Regions from separate parts of the Rattus norvegicus genome. Here region 2 is linked to region 1. The links are chromatin contacts, called in public Hi-C maps. All regions are on one chromosome and are shown on one strand. The core of a region is the stretch at or near the end of the contact, and the rest is flanking DNA. Distances in the headings are between cores, read along the strand shown. Region 1 overlaps Ephb2 (Eph receptor B2). Region 2 holds the start of Ephb2 (Eph receptor B2).

Region 1 (6,055 bases), core at 1,514-4,013:
ATTAGAAGAATAACTCCTACTCCCCATGGACTGAGATAGGACAGTGCTCTAGGCTGGAAGGCCTAAAGGTCTCTGTAGGGTGTCTAGCTTCTGACAAGGTCAAATGCTACCAAGAGATGGCTACGGACAGAGCACAAGCCTGCCACGTTCAGCCCACTGTCACTCAGTGGATTTCCTTACCGGGAGCTCCAAGGGAACCCGTTTCCACAGCAGGAGGATGCCGGGCTGGCAATCCCTTCTGCTTGTAAGGCCTACTACCTCTCTGGCGTTTTCAGCAGCCTTTGGCTTGTGGTCAACTCAAACCCCCAGATCTTTTCTCGGGGACGGCTGCCAAGCCATGATTTATAGCACAGGTTTGATGGAGCTTCTCATGCTCCCAGGAGCCAACAGGAGTAGTTTCTGTGCCCCTAGGAGGGAGCCTCCATGTGAATGTGAGTCTGTTCTCTCTCTCCCTGTCGTCTCATCCTTGTCCCCTGAGGTGCTCAAAGCTCAGTCCTCTCCAGTCAAGCTTTTATTAGCATCCAATTCATAGTGCCCAGGATCCAAGCAAATAAACCTTTCTGGAGGCAGAGGTTTCAGAAAGCACCCAAAAGAGACAGAGAGAGAGAAACAGGCAGGCATGAGAGGCTGACGCCACTGTGTGCAGCATTTGTGTGCCCTGCGAATGGCATTGTATGACAATGAGCCTCGGTTTCTCATCTGTAGAGTGATTCACAGATTGACAAGTCCCAAGTCACTGGGACAAAAGTTCCTGGTAGGCAGTCTCTTCGAGGACCTTGTTATTTTCTCTGTCTGGACTCATAGACTAAGAACAAATAGGTACTTAGCACCCAGTGCCGTCCAACTTACATCCCTGACTCAGATAAGTACCTACAACACCAAGGTTGGTCATATCTCCATCCCCCCCGTTGCCATTTATTTATTTGTTTGTTTGTTTGTTTTTTATTTATTTTTTTTTCGGAGCTGGGGACCGAACCCAGGGCCTTGCGCTTCCTAGGCAAGCGCTCTACCACTGAGCTAAATCCCCAACGCCGCCATTTATTTATTTTTATGTACTTATCTTTGAGACAACGGCTGTACATAGCCCAGAGTGGCCTTGAACTAGTGATCAGTCGCACAAATTCTGGGATCACAGACGTGAGCCTCCGTACCTGACGGAGGTGTTAACTCTTAATTATTTATTTTGAGTCAGAGTTTCACATAGCCTAGGTTAGCCTTGAGCCTGCTATGTAACCAAAAATTTGCCTTAAACTGGTCCTCCTTCCTCCACCTTCCAAGTTCTGGGGTCACGGGCAAGGTACCTGCTACTCCCAACTTGTTCCGGGCTTGGCATCAACCTGAGGTCTTCATGAGTGCCAGGCGGGTGCCCTACTAACCGAGCCTTATCCCTAAGTCCTATTTATGTCTTCTTGTCTTTTTCCTTTCGGTGCCAGGGGTGGAACACGAGGCCTCAAGAACGCTCAGCAGGGACTCTCACTATACCATGGCCCCCCTCAGCCAAGGTGTTGCCTTTTAAATGCCGCAGTGGTCCCATACCCCTGGCACCACCTCCCAGCCCTCATGTCTCTGGTCACCCACCACAGCAGACACATTGTTTCTATGGTCCCTTGCCTCTTCCCTCTGTCTCACTCCCTAGAGCTTTCCCTTCCATGAAGGCAGGGCCCATAGCTCCTCACTCCAGCCCTAGCGCCTACCCCAAACTACATGGTCTTAGGAATTTTAGAACACTCTAGCGGACTCACAGCAGTAAGGCATGCATGCTCGAGAATGCAGTAAGAGGGCTGTTTATTCTCCACCATGAACAAAGTGCTGTTCCCTTCCCAGGCCTTGGTCTCCCTCACTGTCAAATGAGACTAAGGAGAGAAGCTTCTTCTCGAGGTCCATCTGACTCTGAAAATTGATGTGGGACAGGAGACAGAACGCTGCGTGACGGGCTGAAAAAGCCACCCGCCAGGAATCTCTCTCCCTCTGTCAATGTCACCACTGGCCTGAAAAAATAAAATAAAATAAAATAATAGCCACCCCACACAGGCCAGGGCCTGTGAGCCGACACTCCCACCCTGGCCCAGTGACAGGGCCTGAAAGGTGTGATAGCAGCTGACTCCCCGGGTGTCCCGGGTTTGTTGGCCTAACTCAGTTCACCAAGCAGGTAAAAAATTCCAGACATGCTCTCTGCTGACAGCTAATTGTGTCCTTTATTAATGAGCCTGGTTTGCTTGGGGCAGGGGTAGGAGGGAGGCCAGCCCCAGTGCAGGGCTCCCTCAGGTGGGGCCAGGACCAGATTTCTGGATCCAGTCACAGAGGGACTACTGCAGGAGGTGACCCAGGGAGAGCCATCCAGCTGGAGAGGGGAGGGAGCGTCCTTAGGACCTCCAGCCCCAGCAGGGGTGACAGCTCCAACAGAGTGATGCAGGGACTTTGGAATCTGGTGGCCCAGGGTCTGGGTTTCAGCGTGGCCACAGAGGTTCAGTGAGCCATACAAGGCAGTACCGACAGCTCCACCACCCACTCTGACGCCGTGTCTGGGACACCGGGTCCCATCTCCGTGGCCCGCTCTAACACCTGTCAGTAGAGCAGCCACATGTGCCTGGGGCTTGGGGCTGCCCCTACCAGATGTGCCAAGCTTTCTGGACATATCCGGCTTCCCCTCAGGCATGTGGTAATTATTATTTAACACTCAACATTCCAGCAGACAGACAGTGAGTCCCAGTGTTAGGCAGCACTGGTCGGGAGAGGCTCACCACCCAGATAGTCTCCAACCCTTCCCTTTCCTCAGAAGGGTGTCGTGGGGCATTCACTCGCTGACAGGAGAGGAAGGGCTTGACCCAGGCAGGCGGATCAGCATGTACAAAGGCCCTGAGGTTAGAGGAATGCTGTGGGACTTGAGTCCATTGAGGAAGGGAGGAAGAGAAGGTTATCGATTTTTACTCCAGCTAAGGCGGGAGTTTTAGAAGTTCCTGAACAGAGCCTCCTGAGTTGCTTCCTGTTCTTTGGGATACCTGCCTTTCCACACACACCCCTACTCCTCCACACAGCCCCACCCCTACAGCCATCCACACAGCCTCACCCCTACTCCACACAGCCCCACCCCTACAGCCATCCACACAGCCTCACCCCTACAGCCATCCACACAGCCTCACCCCTACCCCCCACAGCCTCACCCCTACTCTCACCTTCAGCCCCACCCCTACAACCACCCACAGCCTTGCCCTTATAACCACCCATAGCCCCATCTCGACCCTCACCCACAACCCCACCCTTATCCCCCTCAACCCCGGCAACACTGGGGAGAGCTTCCGGCAGCTCCTAAGAGTAGAACGGAAGGAGGGCGCAGGCAAACGCCAGACACATCTCGAGAAGGCCACTGCACAGTTCTGTGCCTCTTCTGTCTCTCTCTCTCTCCACGGTAACTTACCATGTGACCTTAGGTGAGTTACTAGCCCTGCCTGGGTGGTAGAGTCTACAGTCATAAAACTCTACAGGCACTTAGAGAGCATGTCTTAAAAAGCTCTGTGAATTTGATTTCCCCAGAACCCCTCCTACCTCTCCAGCATCACCTGCCTCCCAGGGGCCTTGATCTTCATGCTTCAGCAACCCTGCAGTATTCTGAGTTCCCTACGCGCACCATACTCTTTCCCACCCCCATGCCTCTGCAGAGCTGAGCCGTCTGCCTACCAAGCCCTCTCCCACCAGCAGCGCCTCCTGTGTAAGCAGACCTCTATCCTGGAGGACACCTCTTCTGGGCCATACACTTTCTTGACACTCCGGGGCAATTTCCCACACCACCAGCCCAGGATAGAAAGAACATGGAAGAAAGTGGCTGCAGGATTAGAGCCGCCTTCCGGTCCAGCGGCAGCACAAACTGGCCAGATGTTCAGCCTCTGTTTTCTCGTCTGTGAAATAGACATCTTTCCCACTCTCGGGGTCAAGGTGAAGACGCCTGGTATCCTAAGCCCCAGCCCTGAACCATCACCTGGTGGCTGCTAGGATCCATATCAGCCCCCTCGACAGAGGGAAGGCACAGAAGGACCACAAGGGTGATCACGGTGGCTTGTGTGGCCCCGGATCCCTGGCATAGCTCCAGCTCGGTCCCCTCCCGTAACCTTGCGGCCCAGGGGTTGTGAATGTCGCTCAGCCCTCCTGCCTGTGGCGCCCTCCTCCGTGAGGGCTGGTCAGCCTCTGCGCCAGAGCCTGCAGCAACCACAACCACGCGGCCCTCAGAAATGTCCTTAATTGCTTCAGTGCGGGAGTCACCCTGCAGGCAGATAATTAAAAAGTTCAGAGCTTGATTAATTGAGAGGAAATTGGAGGAATGGGGCTGCCTGCTGGGTGGGTAGGAGCTCTGGCCTCTTGGTGGGGAGCTGGGATATCTTGAAGGGAAGCAGGCTTGAGGGGACCAGGGGCCTGACACAGAGTCCAGGAACTAGAAAAACCGAGCTGCCAAGCATCCCCCACCCCTCCCCGTCACCTATGCATGCTGTGGGAATCCCGTGCGTAGCTTTCTCAAACACTGTGAGCTGTGTCCCTTGGGGCCATTGCAGAAGACCAGGGAACCGCACTCCAGGCCACACTAGTCTTCAGACTTGGGGACGGTCACTTATGGAGCTGATACAGAGTACTGATTCTGTGCCAGGTGAATCAGGGGCTGCTGCCCTCAAGAGGCTCCAGCTGGGCAGGGCAAGAAGGTGGGGTTCTTAGAGAGTCAATTGCCAGGGGTGTGGAAGGAGATTTGGGGGATCCAGAGTAGATCAAAGACCCTAGTCCACAGGTTCGCTAGCTAGCCTTGAGCATAATTCTCCGCCTTCGAGGGCTATAATCTGCTCCCAAGCCCTTGGCTATACGTGACATTTTACAGGACACTTCCATTCCTTGGTTTCCTCACTTTTAAAACGTCAACACCAATAGCCAGGCCTGGTGGTCTAGAGCTGTAATCCCAGTTGTTCGGAAGGTTGTGGCAGGGGGATTATAAGGTTAAGGCCCATATGGCCTAGGGAGTGAGTCTTGAAAGACACAATAAAACCAGGGGTGTCAGTCAGTGGCAGAGAGTGCTTGCCTGGTGTGTGAAGGTTCAAAACTCAGTTCTGCAAAAAAAAAAAAAAAAAAAAAAGCAAGAATAGTCGCCGCCTGTGTTCAGGGCAGTCATGAGTCATGTGTAGCTGGAGAAGTTCCTGTCCAGACCCAAGGGCAGCTGGGCCCTCAAGGATGTCCCAGGATGCTCTGGGACTTCCAGAAACTTCAGTGTGGCTTCCCAGTCGTGTTGAGGGAACCGATTGGGCATTCCGCCTGACTTGTCCCCGGGGACTGAGTACTAGTTAATCTGGGTGGTAAAAGCAGGAAAGAGTAGACAATCTGCCTAAGGCTAACTGCAGCTTCTTCTTCCGCTCAGCCCAGCCACTAGGACCACCCCAGCCCCACCCTGAGCTTGGTACAGCACCAGACCCTGGCACCATGGTCAGCCTTCTCACAGTGCAAAATAAAAAGGCAGAGCCTGGTGCTGTCTACAGCCAGAGTCTGATACCCGGGGAGGCCAGAGGGATGGTCCCTCCAACACCTGCCTTGCCAGGCACAGCCAAGGCACATCGCCAAGAGGTGGCCTGGCTCGCACTGTCGAAGACCGCGCAGCCACCCAACTCTGTTCTCAGAACTCTTTCGGCAAATTCCTTTCCAAGACAGTCAGGGGAGCCGCTGTTTTGCAGACCCCAGAACCTAATCCCTTTTCCCTCTACCAAATCAGATAGAGAAGCTGGCTAAAGGAAGACATGATGGTGTCTTCCATCTGGTGTCCCGTATCTGGGCCACATTGTCTCAGTGTCCTCATTGAGATAGACGCCTGCAGCCTAGCCCACACTTCCAAGGACAGGGACAGTGTCTGCTGCCCTGTGTCTCCAGGCTTCCTACAGCCGGCAAGGGGCCGGTGAGTTGCAAATGGGTGGTCACCGATCCTAAACCTGATGTCACAAACCAGAAACTCTATTCCAGGAAAACGTCTAGGCACAAAATTACACAGAACGCCGCCATGTTGAATGCCCTTCAGGGGATATATGCAAGGTGCGTG
Region 2 (5,873 bases), core at 499-2,998, 130 kb before region 1:
CGTCTAGCATTTGTGTTTTGAATCAAAAAGGATTTTTGAATCCAGAAGGAGTCGATTGCTAAGGGTGGGTTGATGGTGACAAGAGGCCCCGGGGGATAGGTAGAAAGAAAGCAGAGCTGAGACCATCCAGGATGGAATAGACGGCCCGTAAATGTTTCTGGAAGTGGGGAGTAGCCACTTGGAAACACCGGGGATGGAGAGGAAGAGAGTCCCTTGGATCGTCTGATGAGCAGAACAGAGAATAAAAGCCGAGGTGCCCAATTAATTTCTACCCCGGACAGGAGTCTGCAGGCAACTCGGAGTGGAAGGTGTTGGCAGGGGTGGGGGGTTATCTTCCCTGTTCCCTCCTACCCCCCCCCACCCACAGCTCACTTCTCTTTTGCCTCTTTTGGGCCCCCAACACATACGGCTTTCAGGTGGCCTCCTATGTTGAGGCTCATTTCCAGTGGACTCTCAATGCCTCAAAAGGTGCCCCAAATTTCCAAACCTCAGTTGGTGTCTCAGGGCTGTCTGCCTGATGCGCCTCGAAGGGAAGACATCTCTGGGACATTTTGGCTAGTTTGTGGGACAAAGGGACTGGAGAGGTCTGCACTGGACTTTAACAGTTTGTCCCCCGCGAAAGCATTCTTCCACCCACTGCAAAGATCACGGCCAGTGCTGTTGGCTAAGTGTGTTTTCAGGAGCACAGGTCCCAAAGGCTAGGGGCCCTGCCTGGGTGGTTCTCATAGGATCTCTACAGTCCTCCCACCACCGGTCTCAGCAAGCCCGCTAATGATGATGGTGATGAAGGCTGTCAGAGCAGGCTGGGCCCGCAGAAATGGAACAAGGGGTTGTGTCCTCCCCGAAGGGACAGCTATGCACAAAACCGAGCAGCCCAGACAGGTCCATTCCACCGAGGGGTGGAGTAGGGGCTGTCGCTAGGCACCCCCCACCCTCGGGCCTCCTCCACACCCTTGCGCGCAAACTGCACGGGGAACCAGATCAACAGAGGAGAAATACAATGTGCGGCTGGAAAGGTCCGCGGGGAGGGGCCGGTGGGCTCGCGCAAGACAACAAGGCGAGGAGGGAAGGCCTGGGGTCTGCCTGCCAGGGCCCGCCACCCCTGCCAGAGAGAACCCCGGGCCCGCGGGCGAGCGCCAAGGCCCACTCTCCCAGGCAGAGGCCCCAGCCCAACCCTAGAGCCTGGGAAAGCCGCCTGTTTTGTTCCCAGCTCCCCCCTTTCCCCCCTCATTCATTGCAGTTCAGTCCCTTTCGAAGCCGCAGGGACGCGGGTGGCAGGGCTCAAGCAAGGGGGTGGCACTCCCAGTCCTGACAGGTAGGGCCAGTCCCCCGGCTTTGGGCAGCCCCTTCTACGCTCTCCGCCCCCCCGCCCCGGGTCCCCTCTCTCTGCTCCTGTCAGCCGCGCCAGACGATCTCGGCTTTGCAGCATTCAATAAAAATTGAGAAACATTTGGGTTGAAATCGCTGCTTTATCTGGAGGAGCCACAGCGCCGGGAGAGACCACTGCTGCGCGGGGGGGAATCCGGGGTCCCGGACACCCGGGTGCGGGGGATCACAATGTTCCTACGCGGATGATGCTCCCTCTGAAGGGACACAAGAGAATTAGGAGACCATGCCTCGGGCGTGGTACGACCCGTGGATGCACCGGGCAAGGGCACAGGATTGGCAGTCCAACCCCGGCTCCCCCCACGCCCGCGGTTCAGGTGGGCCGTGCCCAGCGCTGGCGGAGCCCGGGTCCCCGTTCTGCCCGGGCTGGATGGCTCATTCTGCTGGCTGCGCGGCGGCGGCGGCTCGTGTGTGTGTGCGCCGCGCCCCGCCGCTCCCCGCCGGCCCCCCGAGCCCGGGGCGCGCGCTCCAGCCCGGGGGTCCCCGCGGCGCCGCGGCCCGAGGCTCCGGGCAGCGTAGCAATGGCCGTGCGCAGGCTGGGGGCCGCGCTGCTGCTGCTGCCGCTGCTAGCCGCCGTGGAAGGTGAGCGGGGATGGGGGCGGGGAGCGGCCGCCGCGGCCCCGGGTCGCCCCCTCACTCGGCCCCGCGGTCGCAAAGTTTGCCCGGGGACCGGTGCGGGGCGCAGGTGGCCGCGGGGAGGTGTGGCCGGCGGCCACTGCTGGGGAGGACGCGGGGCCCCGCGGGCGCCCGGGGAGCGGCGGGCGCTGATTGACTGTGCCAGGAGGAGGCGAAGGGACCATCTTGCCGAGGCTTTGTAGCCAGCCCGGCGAGCGCCGCCCAGGGCTGGGGACTCTTACCACTGCGCGCCCGCCACCGAGGTCCCCGCATCCCCGCAGAGCCCGGCGCTGCCTCGGCACCGAGCTCAGGGGCGCGGGCCCGGCGCGCAGTGGGCGCTGCAAAGTTTGGCAGGGAGCGTTCCGAGGGAGGCACCGCGGCCGCGCCAAGGATTGGGGATCCCTGGCCGCGCCCCCTTGGATGCAGTCTGGGCCACCCGAAGAGCAGGGGCACCCGCGGAGTGGAGCGAAGCGCGCGTGTCCCCCACCGCCGCGTCCATGCCCGCCCGGTCGCTCGCGGCGTACAATGGGGTCCCCTCCCCAGCAGGACTGAGCGGGGGATGGGGCGATGGGCATCTTTCTTGCGCGCCGGGTTCTCTGGGTACCTCTGCGGGCCACCGCCCCGAGGGCGACAGAGCTCAGCGTGGAGTCTAGAGCCCCTAGAACTCTCCAGCTGCCGTCAGAGCCCCGACCAGATGCTTTGCCATGTGTTGTTGGCCTTGGCCTGGGTCTCAGGGCCTCTCCCCGAGGCCCCGCTCTGTGGTACCACCCGACCCCCCGGGGGCGGGAGTGGCTGCCAGGTGGTCGCAGCTCGCTGGCTTTGGAGGGAAAGTTGTTAGCGGGGGTCTGGGTGTGTCCACCAGGAATGGCTGGGCTGGTAGGACCAGGCGTGAATCCTAATAATGGTTCTCACGTGTACTGCGCTTTACAGTTTGCCAATCGCTTCAGTTTATGAAGTACTTTGCTCTCAGTGGTTTACAGCGTGCTGCACGGTTGACAAGGTACTTGAAGCCTTCTTTGCAAAGTGCTTGCCGGCCGACAATCCGTGTTGAATCCTTCAAGAGAAGTCTTCCGGGAAGCCAGATGGGTCGAATTTTTACTGTTTTTTTTTTTTTTTTAAACAAATAGGGAAACCGCGGGTTCAGAAAAATCCTGTCTCAGCCATAGCCATTGGGCGATAAAAATAGGCCCTGGGTCTGAGGTCTTTCAGACAACTGGCTGGGCTTTCTTACCCCTAAAGAGAGTGACCCTCTTCTAGGAGTGTGCCACCGAGGGCTTGAGGGGTGAGACACAGACTGCCCTCTTCTCGGGTCACTTTGGGAAGAAGCTGTGAGGGGTCCAGGCACAGCCACTCCAGGCATGGCGGGGGACCCCGTGCTATAACTTAGTTTCCCTCTCAGTAATGAGCATTTTAGTGACCGCAGTGCAGGGAGAAGGGGGGGTCCTTGGATGGCAGCCATAGTGTTTGGCACCAAGGCAGCTGTCCTCCGGCTCCTGCAGGATTTGGCGGCTGCCTGCGGTTTCCCAGAGTGGGGTGGCCAGGGCACTGAGGGTGCCACGGGCCCTGGGTGTGGAGGGCAGCCCTGGAGCCCGGCTGCTGGCGGGGAGCACCCTGGGATTTGGTTGGTGTACCACTCATTACTCCGGCTTTGGGGAAATGACTCATGTGCTGGCCCGCTATACGTTGGGATGTTTACAGTATTTTGGGGAGCTTGGCATAAATATTGCTCTTTAGGTTGCAGTCAGTGGGGCTGGAGGGGAAGAAAATTGGCCTCTCTTGCGCGTTTGAGAAGGCCCAAGTGTGTTTTTAATTACCGTGGGGTAGATGGAAGGGCCACGTCTGTCCAGCTCTGGCAAGTGGGTGGTTAGAATCTGGGGGGCCGTGGCCTGGCTGGGCCCTGGCCCTGGACATAGGCCTGGTTGGCAGTTGATGTCACAAGATGGGATGGCTGCCCGTTTGGGGGCAGGAATAGGAGGACACTAGAGAATTTAATTCATCATGATCCGCTCATATGGGACTGAGAGATGGTATGAGGTTGATCTCAGGGGGCTGCTTCTAGTTCTCTTGGGACCCCGGGCCAGCTGCCTTCTCTGTAAGAGCCTCAGTTTCCCTAGGTAGGGCCTCCTCTGGCTATTCTCTGGCGGTTCTGTCATTATACATACCATCCCCAAATCGTTCTCCAAGCCTCCGTCTCTCCCTCTGTCACTTAAGGTGACCACACTAGCTGTCTCACACTGCGTGACTGTAACGATCACACTGGGTAGTGGATGGAGAACGAATCCAGCTACAAGAATTGAGTACGGGCTTTATGCCGAGAAGGCGGGATAGGTGTTACTGCCTATGGCCTATCTGGGGCACGTTTGGATTCTCCTAGGTGCAGCCCCATCTGTGGGACAGTATGGATACCAGAGACCAGGGAGGACAGCCCTTGCCTCTAGCATCCAGAGCTATGAGGCCACTACTGCCTGCCTTCCTTTCTCTTCTGGCTTGCTCTGTCTCCCAGCCCCTCACGGGGCTGCCCCTGAACATTATAGCCTAAGGATTTCCAGCTCCAGCCTGTGGAATGCTTGAGAGGAGATGGGGTGCACGTGCATGTGCGCACGCATGTGTGTGTGCTGGGGAGTGGTTCCCCTAGCAAGAGTGGTGAGCATAGTCTCGCCCAAACCACAAGACCCCCCCCCACCACTCCAGGAAAAGCAAAGTGTTGAACATCTGGAGCTAGGCCCAGGGACACATCTGACAGAGGATGGTGGCCGACTCACTACTAGATGGAACGTGAAAGCTGAGGTCTCCCCTTCACAGCCCTGCATCTGCTCTCCAAATATTGATGGTGCTCCCTTTTGGCTGGGTGGTGCTGGACCCTGGGGCCAGCAAGGAGACAGGGGACAGGCTGACAGAGAAAATAGTTGGCAAGAGCCGATGTGTGAAGTGTGTCCCCAAGCACTGCCAGAAGGAAGTTGAGGGCCACCTGGGGGTGCAGTTTGGGCTGGGAAAGGGTTGTTTCCTCTTTTATGGTTCTAGCCTGCGGTTCATTTTCTCACTCCCCACTCTCCCGGCAATGAACTTTCTTAGCCACCTGGCGGTTTTTTTTTTTTTTTTTTTTTTTTTTTTTTACAGATTGGTCTCTTCAGAGTTGAGGCGGTTGACTTTGGGACTGTGAGGATGAGGAAAATGTTGCCAGGCAAGCCAGCAGCATATGGAAAGGTCCGGGAGCCAGATGATCTGGCATTTCCTTGGGTGTGACCTAAGGGAGTGTGCCTCGAGGGCACCAGTGTGAGCTGAGACTTAGAAGGAACCCGAGGCAGATGCCGAAGGGCTGGGGTGGAAGAGTAAGATGCTGAGGGAAATGGAGAAGGAGCCATGGACGGTTCTTGAGCTGTTTATTGAGGGACCTAGCCAGATTTGTGTTTGGAAAGGTGGATGACGTCAGTGATTGGGGATGCTGAGAATATCCAGATTTGATATTCTTCCTGCACAGGAAGGCCGGCGCTCTGGACTGTGAGTTCCCTGAAGGTGCAGACCCCCTGGACCATTTGAATATCTGCAGTTATGGTACATAGAGCTGCTCAAACGCCAGTTTCCAAGAGGCCTTCACTGACTGTATTTGCTACTTTGTATTTTACCAGTTCCTTTTTGACTTTGTAACAACCGTAGTGGTTTCCTTGTTTCATGGTGCCTGGCCCTGAGCACCATGAACTTCAGGAGGCAGTGACTCAAGCTGCTGTGTTGGCTGTGGCATCCCAGCATGCAGAGCTGCTTGCCGATACCCAGGGCACTCAGGGACAAGTGTGCAGTCAGTTATCACAGTCAATGGATGGAGGGCTGAGTGAGTGGGCCTGGGACAAGCATGGGAAGAAAAGGACTGGGGAAAC

Evidence for each region. A called contact is a pair of places that touch in the nucleus more often than the background predicts.
Region 2: a contact with region 1 is called in a Hi-C map of kidney, with 2.6 times the contacts expected there. The contact joins the promoter of Ephb2 here to the enhancer-like site in region 1. A contact is called at or near these places in 2 of 12 Hi-C or Micro-C datasets (kidney and liver).

What each region holds. Positions count from the first base shown.
Region 1 is chr5:154,226,644-154,232,698 of GRCr8, reverse strand. All of the region lies in intron 3 of Ephb2 (Eph receptor B2), which reads left to right. Among named protein-coding and RNA genes, the nearest start is that of Lactbl1, 83 kb to the right of the region's middle. Within about 2 kb of position 2,763, at least 4 of the 93 cell types and tissues checked have an H3K27ac peak or open chromatin away from gene starts, as enhancers often do. A contact at or near this core is called in kidney, where this site is marked.
Region 2 is chr5:154,356,299-154,362,171 of GRCr8, reverse strand. It overlaps Ephb2 (Eph receptor B2), which reads left to right and starts at 1,748. Exons shown (of 16, transcript NM_001127319.3): 1 at 1,748-1,968. The coding sequence starts at 1,908.